Regions from separate parts of the Danio rerio genome. Here region 1 is linked to region 2. Evidence: chromatin contacts called from public HiChIP or PLAC-seq data. All regions are on one chromosome and are shown on one strand. The core of a region is the stretch at or near the end of the contact, and the rest is flanking DNA. Distances in the headings are between cores, read along the strand shown.

Region 1 (6,078 bases), core at 541-3,040, 84 kb after region 2:
AAAGGAACTTTGGAATGATAATACACAGACAATCAGCTCGCTTCAGCAAGGGGTGGTGTTGGTGAAGCTGAAAATTTGGTCCCATGTTAAGTCAATGGGATTTTTCCAAGGGACTTTCACCATTGTAAGTTTAGGGTGCTCTTTTGTCCCAGGGGTGCAACTTACACCCCAGTTCAAAATGTAGTTTTACACAGCTTGACAACCCCTTCATTTTTTTTAAGATCATGTTTTTCTGTAAATAGTTGGTTCAAAGTTATGATGGGTCAAATTTCGGTCCCATGTTAAGTTAATGAATTTATTCCAAGGGACTTTCACCATTGTAAGTGCGATAGTTTGGGGTGCTCTTCTGTCCCAGGGATGCAACTTACACCCCAGTTTAATATGTAGTTTTACATGGCTTGACAACCTCTTCAATTGTTTAGGATCACATGTTTCTGTAAATAGCTTGTTCAGAGTTATGATGGGTCAAAGTTTGGTCCCATGTTAAGTTAATAGAGTTTTTCCAAGGGACTTTCACCATTGTATATGCGATAGTTTGGGGTGCCCTTCTGTCCCGGGGTGCCGCTTACACCCCAGTTTAATATGTAGTTTTACACGGCTTGACAACCTCTTCAATTGTTTTGGATCACATGTTTCTGTAAATAGCTTGTTCAGAGTTATGATGGGTCAAATTTCAGTCCCATGTTAAGTTAATGGAATTTTTCCAAGGGACTTTCACCATTGTAAGTCGATGCAAAAGTTTGGGGTGCTCTTCTGTCCCAGGGATGCAACTTACACCCCAGTTTAATATGTAGTTTTACACTGCTCGACAACCTTCTCAAATAAGATTACGTGTTTCTATGAATGGCTTGTTTAGAGTTATGATGGATCAAAGTTTGGTCTCATGTTAAGCTAATGGAATTTTTCCAAGGGACTTTCACCATTGTAGGTCATTGCGACAGTTTGGGGTGCTCTTCTGTCTCAGGGGTGCAACTCACACCCTAGTTTATTTTTTAGTTTTATACAGCTTGACAACCTCTTCAATTGTTTAAGATCATGTAGTTCCAGGAATCGCTTGTTCAGAGTTATGATGGGTTAAAGTTTGGTCTCATGTTAAGTTAATGGAATTTTTCCAAGCTTTTGGGTTTTTGGAAAACTCAACGTTAGACCAGTTGGAAAAGATCTAGCAACAAACAGTAATACAGAATATAGTTTTAAGCCAACTTTTGGGCATTAGTAGGAGATATGTTTATTCCTAGAAAAATAATGTGTATATATATATATATATTTAAATAGCATTACAGACAACACATACTATAGAAGTCAGTGGTTACAGGTTTCCAGCTTTCTTCACCAAATCAGCGTTCAACACAAAGTCAAAGAGGTTTGGAACAGGTAAAGGGTGTGTAATTGATGACAGAATTGTAATTGTTGGGAGAACTATCCATTTAAGTCTGGGCTAAAGTGTAAATTTCAGCATAATGCTGGAGTGTTCCTGTACGTTAACTTACTGTAAAGCACTGTGACCAAAGCGATGGGCATCACCAGCAGTCCTACCAGCAGATCAGCCACAGCCAGAGACATCAGGAAGAAGTTAGTGGCGTTCTGGAGTTTTCTCTCCAGCGACACTGCCAGAATGACCAGGATGTTTCCGCCGATGGTGGGAACGATGACCAGAAGAATGAGCAGCGCTGCCCAATGCGAAGGCCAATCCACACTGTCTGTTTGCCTGACGTTAGCCATTCTGCCTTGGGAAGTTGTGCTTGTAATATTTCTGAGGGCTCGTCCAGCATTGTCACAGACTCTCTTCGTTCAGGGCAAGTGAAGCACTTCTGTTTGCTAGCGAAAATCCAGTTCATCGAGCAAAGGAGTTTCCATAGAATTCCTCCAGAAATGATGGAATCAGAGTCACGTGGTAGATGAGGTGTTGCCCATTTTTGCTCCGTCCTGCAGATGTAAACATTTATAGTGAAAGGAATCTGAGAATGATGATTCAGATTTCATGTGATTAGCAGTACGTGTTCCAGAGCATGTTCGTAATTAAGCAAGGAAGCAGCTATCAGGGATGATCTGTGAATGTTGACCATGCGCAGTCATTTGTGTTCCTATCTAGCTCAATCAGTTGGAGGCAGAAGACTTCATAAACAACATTTCTGTTTTCGAAATGATTACGCTTTCATAATTACATTACCTCTCTGAAGCTGCTTCTTCTGGCGTAACGTTACGTAATGTGAATTATGAACTATTATGTGCAATGTGCTGTCGATTGTATGTAATATTCACCATACTTTGTGTTATAGAAAGGAAGTTGATGCTGTAGAGAATTAGCAGGAACTTCTATTTAAGAAGCTCTGTGAAGCTTATCCATCCACTTTATTATTTTGTCTATAAACTATATTGCTTTATGTTATTACTATACAAGCAAAAATACGTTTAAGCTCATTCCCATCATGGAGGAAATTGATGTCTTACTTGCCTTGAACTCCAATCTGAGTATTTCCTCCACATTAGCTTAACTCCATATTATTCAATCCGTATTATTAATTCCGCTTGCTGGTTTTTCTTAAGTGAAACAAGCACTTTGTCACAATAAACCGTCTCCTCGCCGTTTATACATAAACACAAAGTACAAAGAAAACATTGTGGTGTCCAAATTTTTGGTGGGAAAATAATCCAGATATCATCTCAATCTTCGTTCTCATACTGAGGAATTTCCTTGTCGTGAAGGAGCTGGACGAATCCCCAGATCGTCTCCGCATCACCTATTGTGATCAGAGGTCTGAAACTTCCACATGTCTTGTAAGCCGTGCTTTTCATTCTGCCTCTGCACGCTGACTGGCTCTGGCTCTCCCTCCTTCTCTCTCTCCCTCTCTCTGATGAGTTAAACCTGGAGAAGCAGATGAACGTCTCCACACCGGGGTGTTGCCAGTGATCATGGGGGGTCATTTTCTGCAGTGCAACTGAGCTGCGGTTTAGATTTGTCAGTCACCGGCTTGGTTTTTTGTAGTATATGGAAGCCTGGTTTTGGAATGAAAAGCGGGGTGAGGTGATTTTATCTTCAGAATTTGGACTTTCCTTGGTATTATTTTTTCATAAGCGAGTTCACATTGGCTTTTTTTCTTGTAATTTTGACCCTTTTTTTCTTATTTCAGAGATATTATCACACAATTTTAACTTTTTTCCTTGGAGTTCTGACTTTTTCTTTTTAACTCTCTTGGATTTCAGAGTAAAAAAAGGCTATTTGGTCAATTTTACTTGGTCACAAGACCTTTAACATCCCAGTCTTAATTCCTAAGGCCCTAATATAATTCAAACAATCGTTTGTAGAAGCTTCTGCATGCCTAGTGCATGAGTTTATACACCTGTGGACATGGAAGTCATTGAACACTGGAGTTCAATACTGTGAAACCGGTGTCCCCAAACATTTGGCTGGACATCACAAATCTGAGTTGTGTTTTATAAATCGCTTGCCATCAAATTGTTAGCAACTAAGGGCTTTCTCAACACTCTCATCGGAAATATGCAAACTTGCCCTCGGTAAAAAATAAAAGGCTTGCTCTTCCTGTTTAAGCTATAAAACTCAAAAGCCCATTGAGCTTCTCTCCAGACCTGAACCTTGAAGCACCCAGCTAATATTCTTCAGGTGTCTGTAAGTCCAGATGTTGCAGGATTGTCCATTAAAGGATATTGAGAGGTGAGGTTCAGTGGACGACGGACATCCTTTTTTTAATACTCATCCATTTAGGGTGACTCCCACTTTTGCATTAACCTATTTTATTCTGGATTCACCACATAAACCTTTCTCCTCCTCCTCTTCTTTACCACTGTATGCTCAGTGTAGGTCTAGACACATCTGTTTTCCACCTTGCCATGGTGAAGTCAGAGGTTAAAGCTGAGAACTCCAAAAACTGTTTGTATATTGCACACATTAGGAGACAGAAGTCTGAACACACCGACTGCTTGAAACTATTTTATAAGTGATGGGATAATCCAAACTTAAATTAGCCATGAATGCAAGTGTGAAAATTGTGCTGTTGAAAAAAAAAAGAGATGTTTTTGGAGGGTCTTTGTCCTCTTCTTTTGCTGGTTTGTCGGATCACATCTGGATAAGGGAAACTCTGCGCGTTCACTTCTGGAGTGTGTCAAGCTTCGTCTTTTGTTTATTAAAGTTCACAAGAAAAGAATTAAATCAGACGAAACAAATTTCAGAGGGAGCTTTTAGTGAGAGTTTTAAAAGGCTGTTAGGTATTAGCGAAGACACCACAGGTCGTAAGGGTTTTACATAGGGGTGTCAAAATTAGTTGTTTCTTCGGTGCACCGCGATGCAGACGCGGACAATTCGGTATCGATGCAGTAATAACCATAACCGCTTATTATGTACTGACGTCATTTATCTCCTATGCGCTCTGTCGCGAGGGAGGTGAGCGCCGTTATTTACAACACTCAGCCAACTCAGGGCCGGCCTGTGGCATAGGCACCATAGGCAAATGCTTAGGGCGCTGTATATCCAGTGGGGCGCCAGAAATGAGCGCGCTTCAGTTGGTTTTGTTTTCGATTTTCCTGACACACTTTCAGTTATAGACGGCAATAACTCAAAAAACGCTTACCCTAAAAAGATCTTAAGTGTGTTTCCTACAGAAAGACAAAGCTGGTTATGTTTCACAGCTGTCTTTCTTTTTTTCGCTCGACATTACGAGCACTGCTCCGTTTAAGCCCTCGCAGTCTGCGTTTACTTTAGCCGGCAGAGCTCGCGCTGAGAGGAGCTCTCTGTAAGGGACCGTCGGAAAAGTGCTTATTTTTAAAAAAAAAAAAATTTTTTCCCGTTTTTCTGCTCCGCTCAGCGCGAGCTCTCCCTGTTACAAGGGCTTAAGTGTGTTTGTTTGTGTGTTTGTTTGTTTGATGCTGTCCATGTTTGTGAATGTGTTTGAATGAGAGACAGTGTGTTGCTGTGTGTCTGTGTGTTTATACAGACAGCATGTTATAGCCTCCCCCCTAAAATATAACACTATATATGGAAAGCATCATCAATGCACCGTGATGCACCGAGATATCAAATTGAACCGAATCGATGGCATGATAATCGTAACCGAACCGAACCGTGAGACCAGTATAGGTTCACACCTCTAGTTTTACATATGTTTTGATTACTTTTTGGCGTCAGCCTTTATTAGCATAGCTTTTACAATAATTATCCTTCCAAAGCTGCTTTGCAAAATGCTCAGATTATTGAGTTGCAATCAAAATCAGGAGTAAGGATGAACAAGAGGTCAGAGGTTTATTTTCAATCAAGTAATCTGATCAACAAAATAATTAAGGGAAACACTTTATTTTGATGGTGCATTTGAGTATTACCATACGTTCACACCGAAAGCGGCGAGAGCGTCCAAGGTCGATCTGGCCGCCCTGGCGACAACGCTGTTTGCCTTCAGCTCCGGCGGCGAAAGCGTCAAATGTCGCTACATTGATCTCGTATTGGGGTCATATGTAGGGGTTAGCATCCTTGCTTCAAGTCCTTAAAATACCTATTTTGTATACGATTTTACAATTTTGTTTATAATTGTACATATTGGGCTTTTTCCAGATGCATTAGTGCTTTTCATCGTACTACATTGATTTCTCCTTGAATGGCTATAGATTTCATGGTCTATAGATTGGCTGAATTGGTCTAGCAGCATTAAAAAGAGCATATTAAAGGCAAATCCGAGAAAAAAAAGCCTCTTAAAAGCCAAACGAGTTGTCAGGATTAGCTTGAATAAATGGCAGCGGGTGGGCATAAGACTCGAGGTAAGATTTGTATTTGTTCAGAAGGTTCCCAACTTCATCAACATTGAAACTGCATTTCCCAGCCTGCCAAATTGGGTTGATATCCAGCGCAACACGTTAATTCCAGCCTGATGAAAGATTAAGTCAAATCCGTTTTTGTTGGCCGTTGACATTTGTATGCGAGCGCTAAGTTGTGGATTAGCTTCCCACGGAGAAGGTTTGGTTATGGGAATGATGCTATTAGACCCAATTACGTTAACGGTCTCTTGTTAATCTGGACTTCAAGTCACTTCACAGTCACATCCTAGTACTGAGGAACATCCATGCACTCTCACA
Region 2 (6,313 bases), core at 2,208-4,707:
TTGTGTTTTTACCCAGACATTTAAAAAGAGCATATCTTAGAGTGGAAATCACAATATTGTGAGATCATCATATAGTCAGAATGTCTAATAAATAGGTACAACAATAAAGAGACAAACTATGCAAGCACACCTTGATCTCAAGATCCTCAATGTCTCTCTTCAGTCCACCAGCGGTGCAGAGCAGCGTCACGAATAAGCCGAAGTCTCGCACTGAATTGATTCTGCCGATGACCATGTCTCCGCGCTCCACATCTCGGTAGAAGAGCTCGCGTCTCTCCTCGAACGACACCTCCATGAACTGCTCCAGCGGAGGCATGACGGCAAACGCCTCTGAAACAGCAGCACAATATTTCAGACACATTTTTACTACTAAAATCCCATTACTTTCAGGTAAATATTCAGTCATGTTATACGTCTACATGCACATGGTGAACGCTGAATGATGACGTTATTTCCAAGAGAGTAAATGACGAGCACAGGGTTCATACGGTCCTAGAAAATCTGGAAAAGTGCTGGAGTTTTGACAAGGCATTTTCCAGGCTTTCTAGGACCGTATGAATCCTTTGCTCATCCTTTATACTCTATAAGTCCACTCATACACAGGTATTATTATCAATGACTTTTTAAAAATAAAAATAAATAAAAAACATCTCTGTCCATACAAGAAAACGCACAGTGAAACAGGTTAAGGGCATCCCGGACCAACTGGCAGCGCCAAAAGTCTTTTATGCATGATTCACGCCAATGCAGAATTAAAGGGGATCTATTATGCCCCTTTTAATAAGACGTAAACATGCCCCTAGAGAGTGTGTATATGAAGTTTCAGCTCAAAATACCACGCAAATAACGTTTCATAACTTTCTAAAACTGACCCTTTTAGGCTTTGATCCTAATTGTGGCGTTTTGGTGACTGTCGCTTTAAATGCAAATGAGATTGGGCTCTTTTTAAAAGAGGGCGGAGCTACAAATGCCTTTGTTTCAGCATAGTGGCAGATTCAAATACAAGACTACTGTTATCTGTGTAGTGGCACAGTGAGTAGCACGTTCACCACACAGCTAAAAGGTCGCTGGTTCGAGCCTGGGCTGGGTCAGTTGGCATTTCTGTGTGGAGTTTGCATGTTCTCCCCATGTTCGTGTGGGTTTCCCCCACAGTGCAGAGATATGTGGTACAGGTGAATTGAGTATGCTAAAATTGACCGAGTGTGGATGTTTCACAGTGATGGGTTGCAGCTGGAAAGGCATCCACTGTGTAAAACATATGCTAGATATGTTGGTGGTTCATTCTACTGTGGCGACCCCGGATTAATAAAGAAACTAAGCCGAAAAGAAAATGAATGAATGTTATATGTGTGAAAAGGGTCAAATGCTGGTGTCTATGATGACTCCTGTCGCTGTTCATTTGTGCTTCATCTAAAGTTCCACATTTATTATCCTCTTAATTGGTGACATTATCTTAGGTAGATCAAACACTCTAATGGCAGACGGCTGCTTCTCTCTCAGGGCTGTTCACGCTAAAGAGAGAGAGATGCTCACTAGTAAGTGACAGCTTTAATTTCAACATTAAAAAGTTGATGGTGTTCAATATTAAAAGTCGGTGGCACAGAGATGAACTCAATAAAAAAACATGAATCACAAACTATGGCAAACGGTTAATTAATGGATTCTTTTATACACATGTTTGACTACTTTCCTAAAACACAGCAAACTCATTTTTCAAGATGTTTAAGAACGAATACAGCAGAAATCTGATTATGAATAATTGAGAACCTCCTGACTCTTCCTGCCATTCGTCTGCTGGTTCTGAGATTTTCCATGACGGCGCGAACAGAAGATCGGCTTTCCTTGCTATAAACTGCTCCAGAACGGGACTTTGCTCATCTTTATCCCTGATTAAAAACAAAGAACATTTAATTAAATTTCTTTATACACACATACAAACTATACATTTAGATTTTTCCTATTATTTAATTTCTATTTAATATTCTCCCCCAATATTTAAGAGTACTCATCTGTGATTTTAAGTTATTTTGTTAGTTTAAATACAGTTTTAGCTTTGGTACTGACTAATCCAACGTATATGAACAAATATATTATTGTAAAAGCATTTTTTTTTTTGGAAAATGTTCATTTAAAAGAGAGATCTGTGAGGGGTGAACATCTTCCGTCAAGATATTTACATTTGTATTTATCACCATGCATTGACAAGTTCTTAATTTGGATGACTAAAATGTAAATTTTTTTCAGGATCAGATTACAGATTTGCTATAGTTTTATCACGAAAAAAGCAAACAAAACTTATTTATGTGGATAGAAGTAAAGTTGGTTTTATATTCACACATTCGTTCATTTATAAGTCTCTATATTGTTTACCATGTTACTTTGAATATTCGATCGGAATTAGCATGCAAGCATGACTTGAAAACAACATTAATACTGTTTATTTGATTGTGAACAATGTTATACTTTGATAGTCATTGGCTGCTAACATGATTTTGCTATTTGGAGTTTGGAAATATTACTTTTATGAAATAATGTTATTAAGGGGAAAGTCTGAATGTGCAAATATAAAACCAACGTTACCTCTATTTTATGTGGCTTATTTTAGCTTTTAGATAATATAGAAATCTAATATCCAAACAAATTGACACTTACAGTAGGTCTTGGGGTACTGGGTCATTCTCAAACAAACACACACACACACTTATTATATAATATTATATATAGACTCTAAAGTGTAAATATTTATATTATTTATCTAGAATATACAGAATTACATTACACAGAAATACTACGAATCAATGAAGTCATGCGATATGTTTTTCTTGACTTCAGTTGTGCTTTATGGGTTATTTCAGGAGTCTTGAGTTTTGTCAACACAGCGCAGGCATGAGGGATAAAAAATAGCCACGTGCAGCAGTTGTGAACTCCTCTTACCTTTGGTTAAGGCTTTTGTAGAGATCAGAGGCCAAATGTTTAAAGTCTGGGTTTTCATTCTGTTCACATTTCAACAGCGACAGCAGGTTTTCCCCGTGAAACGACACAGACTGTCGGAGTAAATCTCTGTCCATCTTCAGTGTCTGCAAACACACATATTTACACCCCTGTGTGCTGCAATACCACCACAGACGTCGAGTAAAGACTCAGAACTGACTGAATAAGTAATAGTAATCAGTAGATAAGTAATAGGAGATATGTTGATCGTTTGTTTATTCTCTCAAACGCTAAAGAAGTTATAAAAGTGTCTGAATTCTTGCAGAAATAGCTGCAAACGTAAACGTGCTAAAGCCAAATGGGAGACGTGGAAACCGGAAGCTAACCGGAAAAAAAGCGTTTAACCACTTCGGAAATTACTAAAACATTATATTAGTTTTATTCTTCAGCAATGTATTAAATGTGATAGTCTGAATTCAGTTTGTTTAAACTCGACAAGAGCACAAGACAAACAAGAAAGCACGAGAGGCGGCGGTTAGCGTGAAACGGCTTGTTGTTGTCTTGTTTTCAAAATTAAAGTCACCGACTAAAAACTAGCAGGTTTTCCAAAATAAAAGTCACAGTCGGGTAAAAAAATAGCAATAAGAATTTCATACTATATATCTATAAATATGTCATTAAAATATGCTATCTTAACCGCTTAAAAAACAGCATATGCTGGTAAAGTAGGTTTTGATGCTAATTTTGCTGGTTGCAATGCTTGTTTACACGGTATTATGTATATTTGTATTCTGTATATCAGGGGTGGCCAACCCTGTTCCTGGAGAGCCAGCTTCCTGCAGATTTCAGTTGCAACCCATGTCAAACACACCTGCCTGTAATTATCACGAGGTGTTCAGGTCCTAATTAATTGGTTCAGGTGTGTTTAATATGGGTAGCAACTGAAATCTGCAGGAAGCTGGCTCTCCAGGAACAGGGTTGGCCACCCCTGCTGTATATGGTCTTATGTCACTGTTTATTTGCATTGCTTTACCCGCATCTTAACAAACATCCTGCTGGTGAAGTGACAATAAAACTTTTATTATTATTGATATTTTTCTGATCCCATAATGCTGGAGTTCCTCAAATCAAATCACTTTTATTATAAAATACAGTATATGTTGGGATTATATTAAAACATCTGTTTATATTTTCTCAAAACTACTAACTGCTAAAATATCAATAACTTAATTAATAATTTGTATAATATTTTAAATGAGGAAAATAAACATGGATGAGAGCAGAGTAGTCTGAGAGTTTACAGTCTACAACATACTTTGTAGAAATTCAGTGAAAACCGAAATGATGCTCATCATCAGGAGAAGAGTTGATGAAATTGATGAGTTGATGAAGACCAAAACTCCCATGATTCCACACTCAGTTACAGAGTTATCAAACTACACGTTTGTTGGTTGTGAATACACTCCCTCTAGTGGCCAAAAACTCCCATGATTACACATTCAGTCAAATTTATCAAACTTCACCTTTGTTTGTTGTGAATACACTCCCTCTAATGGCCAGAAGTACATGATTCCAAACTCAGTCACGCACTCTTTAAACTACATCTTTGTTTGTTGTGAATTTAAGCCCTCCAGTTGCTGAAACTCCCATGATTCCACATTTAGTCACCGAGTCATCAATATACATGTTTGTTGGTTGTGAAAACATAAAGGCAAAACTCCCATAATTCGACACTCAGTCATGCACTCATCAAACTAGGCCTTTGTCGGTTGTGAATACACTCCCTCTAGTGGCCAGAACCCTAACGATTCCACATTTAGTCAAGACTCATCAAACTACACCTTTGTTGGTTGTGAATACACTCCCTCTAATAGTCAGAATTCTAATGATTTCACATTTAAGCCTGGTTTATACTTCTGCGTCAAGTGACCGGCGTAACCCACGGCGCATGCAACGCCCGTAGCTGTGCGTTTATACTTCTGCGAGCTGTCTCTGTCGGTCTGCATTAACACTTTCGAAACTCTAGTTGGCAGTGAGGTGTAAATGTTCCTCTGTGTCGAGTTTCTTCGCTGCTGTTTTGCTTTTCGTGAACACTTCCTGGATGTATAAGTGGCTCAAACTCGCTCATTTTGAGGCAGGATCCAGCGGACGTGCAACAACTTTAACTATGAGGTAAACACAGAACAAAACTTTCCATCCGGAGCTCCTTCATGGGACTCCACACTGGCGCGGTCCCGCCCAGGTCCCGCCCAGACTCGTCAGCACTACCAAGCTGACCAATCACAGAGCTTGCGCTACGCGTTGTTGCGACATGTAGTTACATTTTTTGAGAGGTGCACATCAGCGACGCCGACAGCCACGACGAAAGGCTATGCATCAGCGCCGTAGCATACGCCAGCGTTTGACTCAGAAGTAAAAATCAGTAGTCACAGATTCATCAAATTACACCTTTGTTGGTTGTGAATACACTCCCTCTAGTGGCCAAAACCCTAATGGTTCCGAATTTAGTCACAGATTCATCAGACTACGCCTTATTTTGGTTGTGAATACACTCCCTCTAGTGGCCAGAACTCTAATGATTCCCCACTCAGTCAGGCCCTCATCAAACTACACCTTTGTTTGTTGCAAATACACTCCCTCTAGTGGCTAAAACTTCTATGATTTCACACTCAGTCATGCACTCTTCAAACTACGCCTTTGTTTGTTGTGAATACACTCCCTCTAGTGGCTAAAACTTCTATGATTTCACACTCAGGCACAGCATTTTGTAGTCATTTTACAGTTTGTTTTTTTGGTGCGCAAATCAAGCTTCATTTGGACTGTTTTAACAATGTTTATGTTATATTTCTGCACCTTTTTCTACTAACTAATCCTATAAATTCACTTTTTTTGGTGTTAGTTTAGACAACATTTTTAAGGCAGCAGCTCCTTTTGAAAAGAATTTAATGTCTCTCATTGCATTTCAATGTTGTGAAAGAATGAGAAAACAATTATTGTGGCCATAATGTTTATCACAGGTCATGCTGTTGCATCAAGTTTGGGTGCAAATTTTATTTCCTCATAACAATATTACTCGTTCCGCATATAGCATGACACTGCTGACACACTTTAACACATTGTCATTATTCAGGTTTACTGGAATGTGGAGATCATCCAAGCAAGAGGCCTTCAATTGTATCAGCAGAAACACAAAACACACATTCATGTTTATTATTTACACAAAAGCATGAAATGCAGGAGAGGTTTCTCCTCAGATCATGATAACGTTACAGCTGAATAATGCTGCTTATTGAACAATTGATTCCAATGCATTTCCATCAACCGTGCAATATTGTGTGTGTGGCGAAAACAATTGAAAATTCTCATTGTAAAATTCTCAGGA

The links. HiChIP or PLAC-seq counts read pairs in DNA pulled down with a chosen protein or histone mark.
Region 1: a contact with region 2 is called in an H3K4me3 HiChIP or PLAC-seq map of embryo, with 3 times the contacts expected there. The contact joins the promoter of htr2b here to the promoter of ttc14 in region 2. A contact is called at or near these places in 1 of 18 Hi-C or Micro-C datasets (embryo) and 2 of 4 datasets of contacts at active chromatin or transcription factors (embryo and gastrula embryo).

The regions. Positions count from the first base shown.
Region 1 is chr22:39,823,533-39,829,610 of GRCz12tu, forward strand. htr2b (5-hydroxytryptamine (serotonin) receptor 2B, G protein-coupled) reads right to left here and starts at 1,791. Exons shown (of 3, transcript NM_001044743.1): 1 at 1,491-1,791. The coding sequence starts at 1,722. The region is part of intron 16 of psmd1 (proteasome 26S subunit, non-ATPase 1); the gene reads left to right.
Region 2 is chr22:39,737,503-39,743,815 of GRCz12tu, forward strand. It overlaps ttc14 (tetratricopeptide repeat domain 14), which reads right to left and starts at 3,458. Exons shown (of 12, transcript NM_001014314.2): 1 at 2,935-3,458; 2 at 1,768-1,886; 3 at 131-330. The coding sequence starts at 3,068.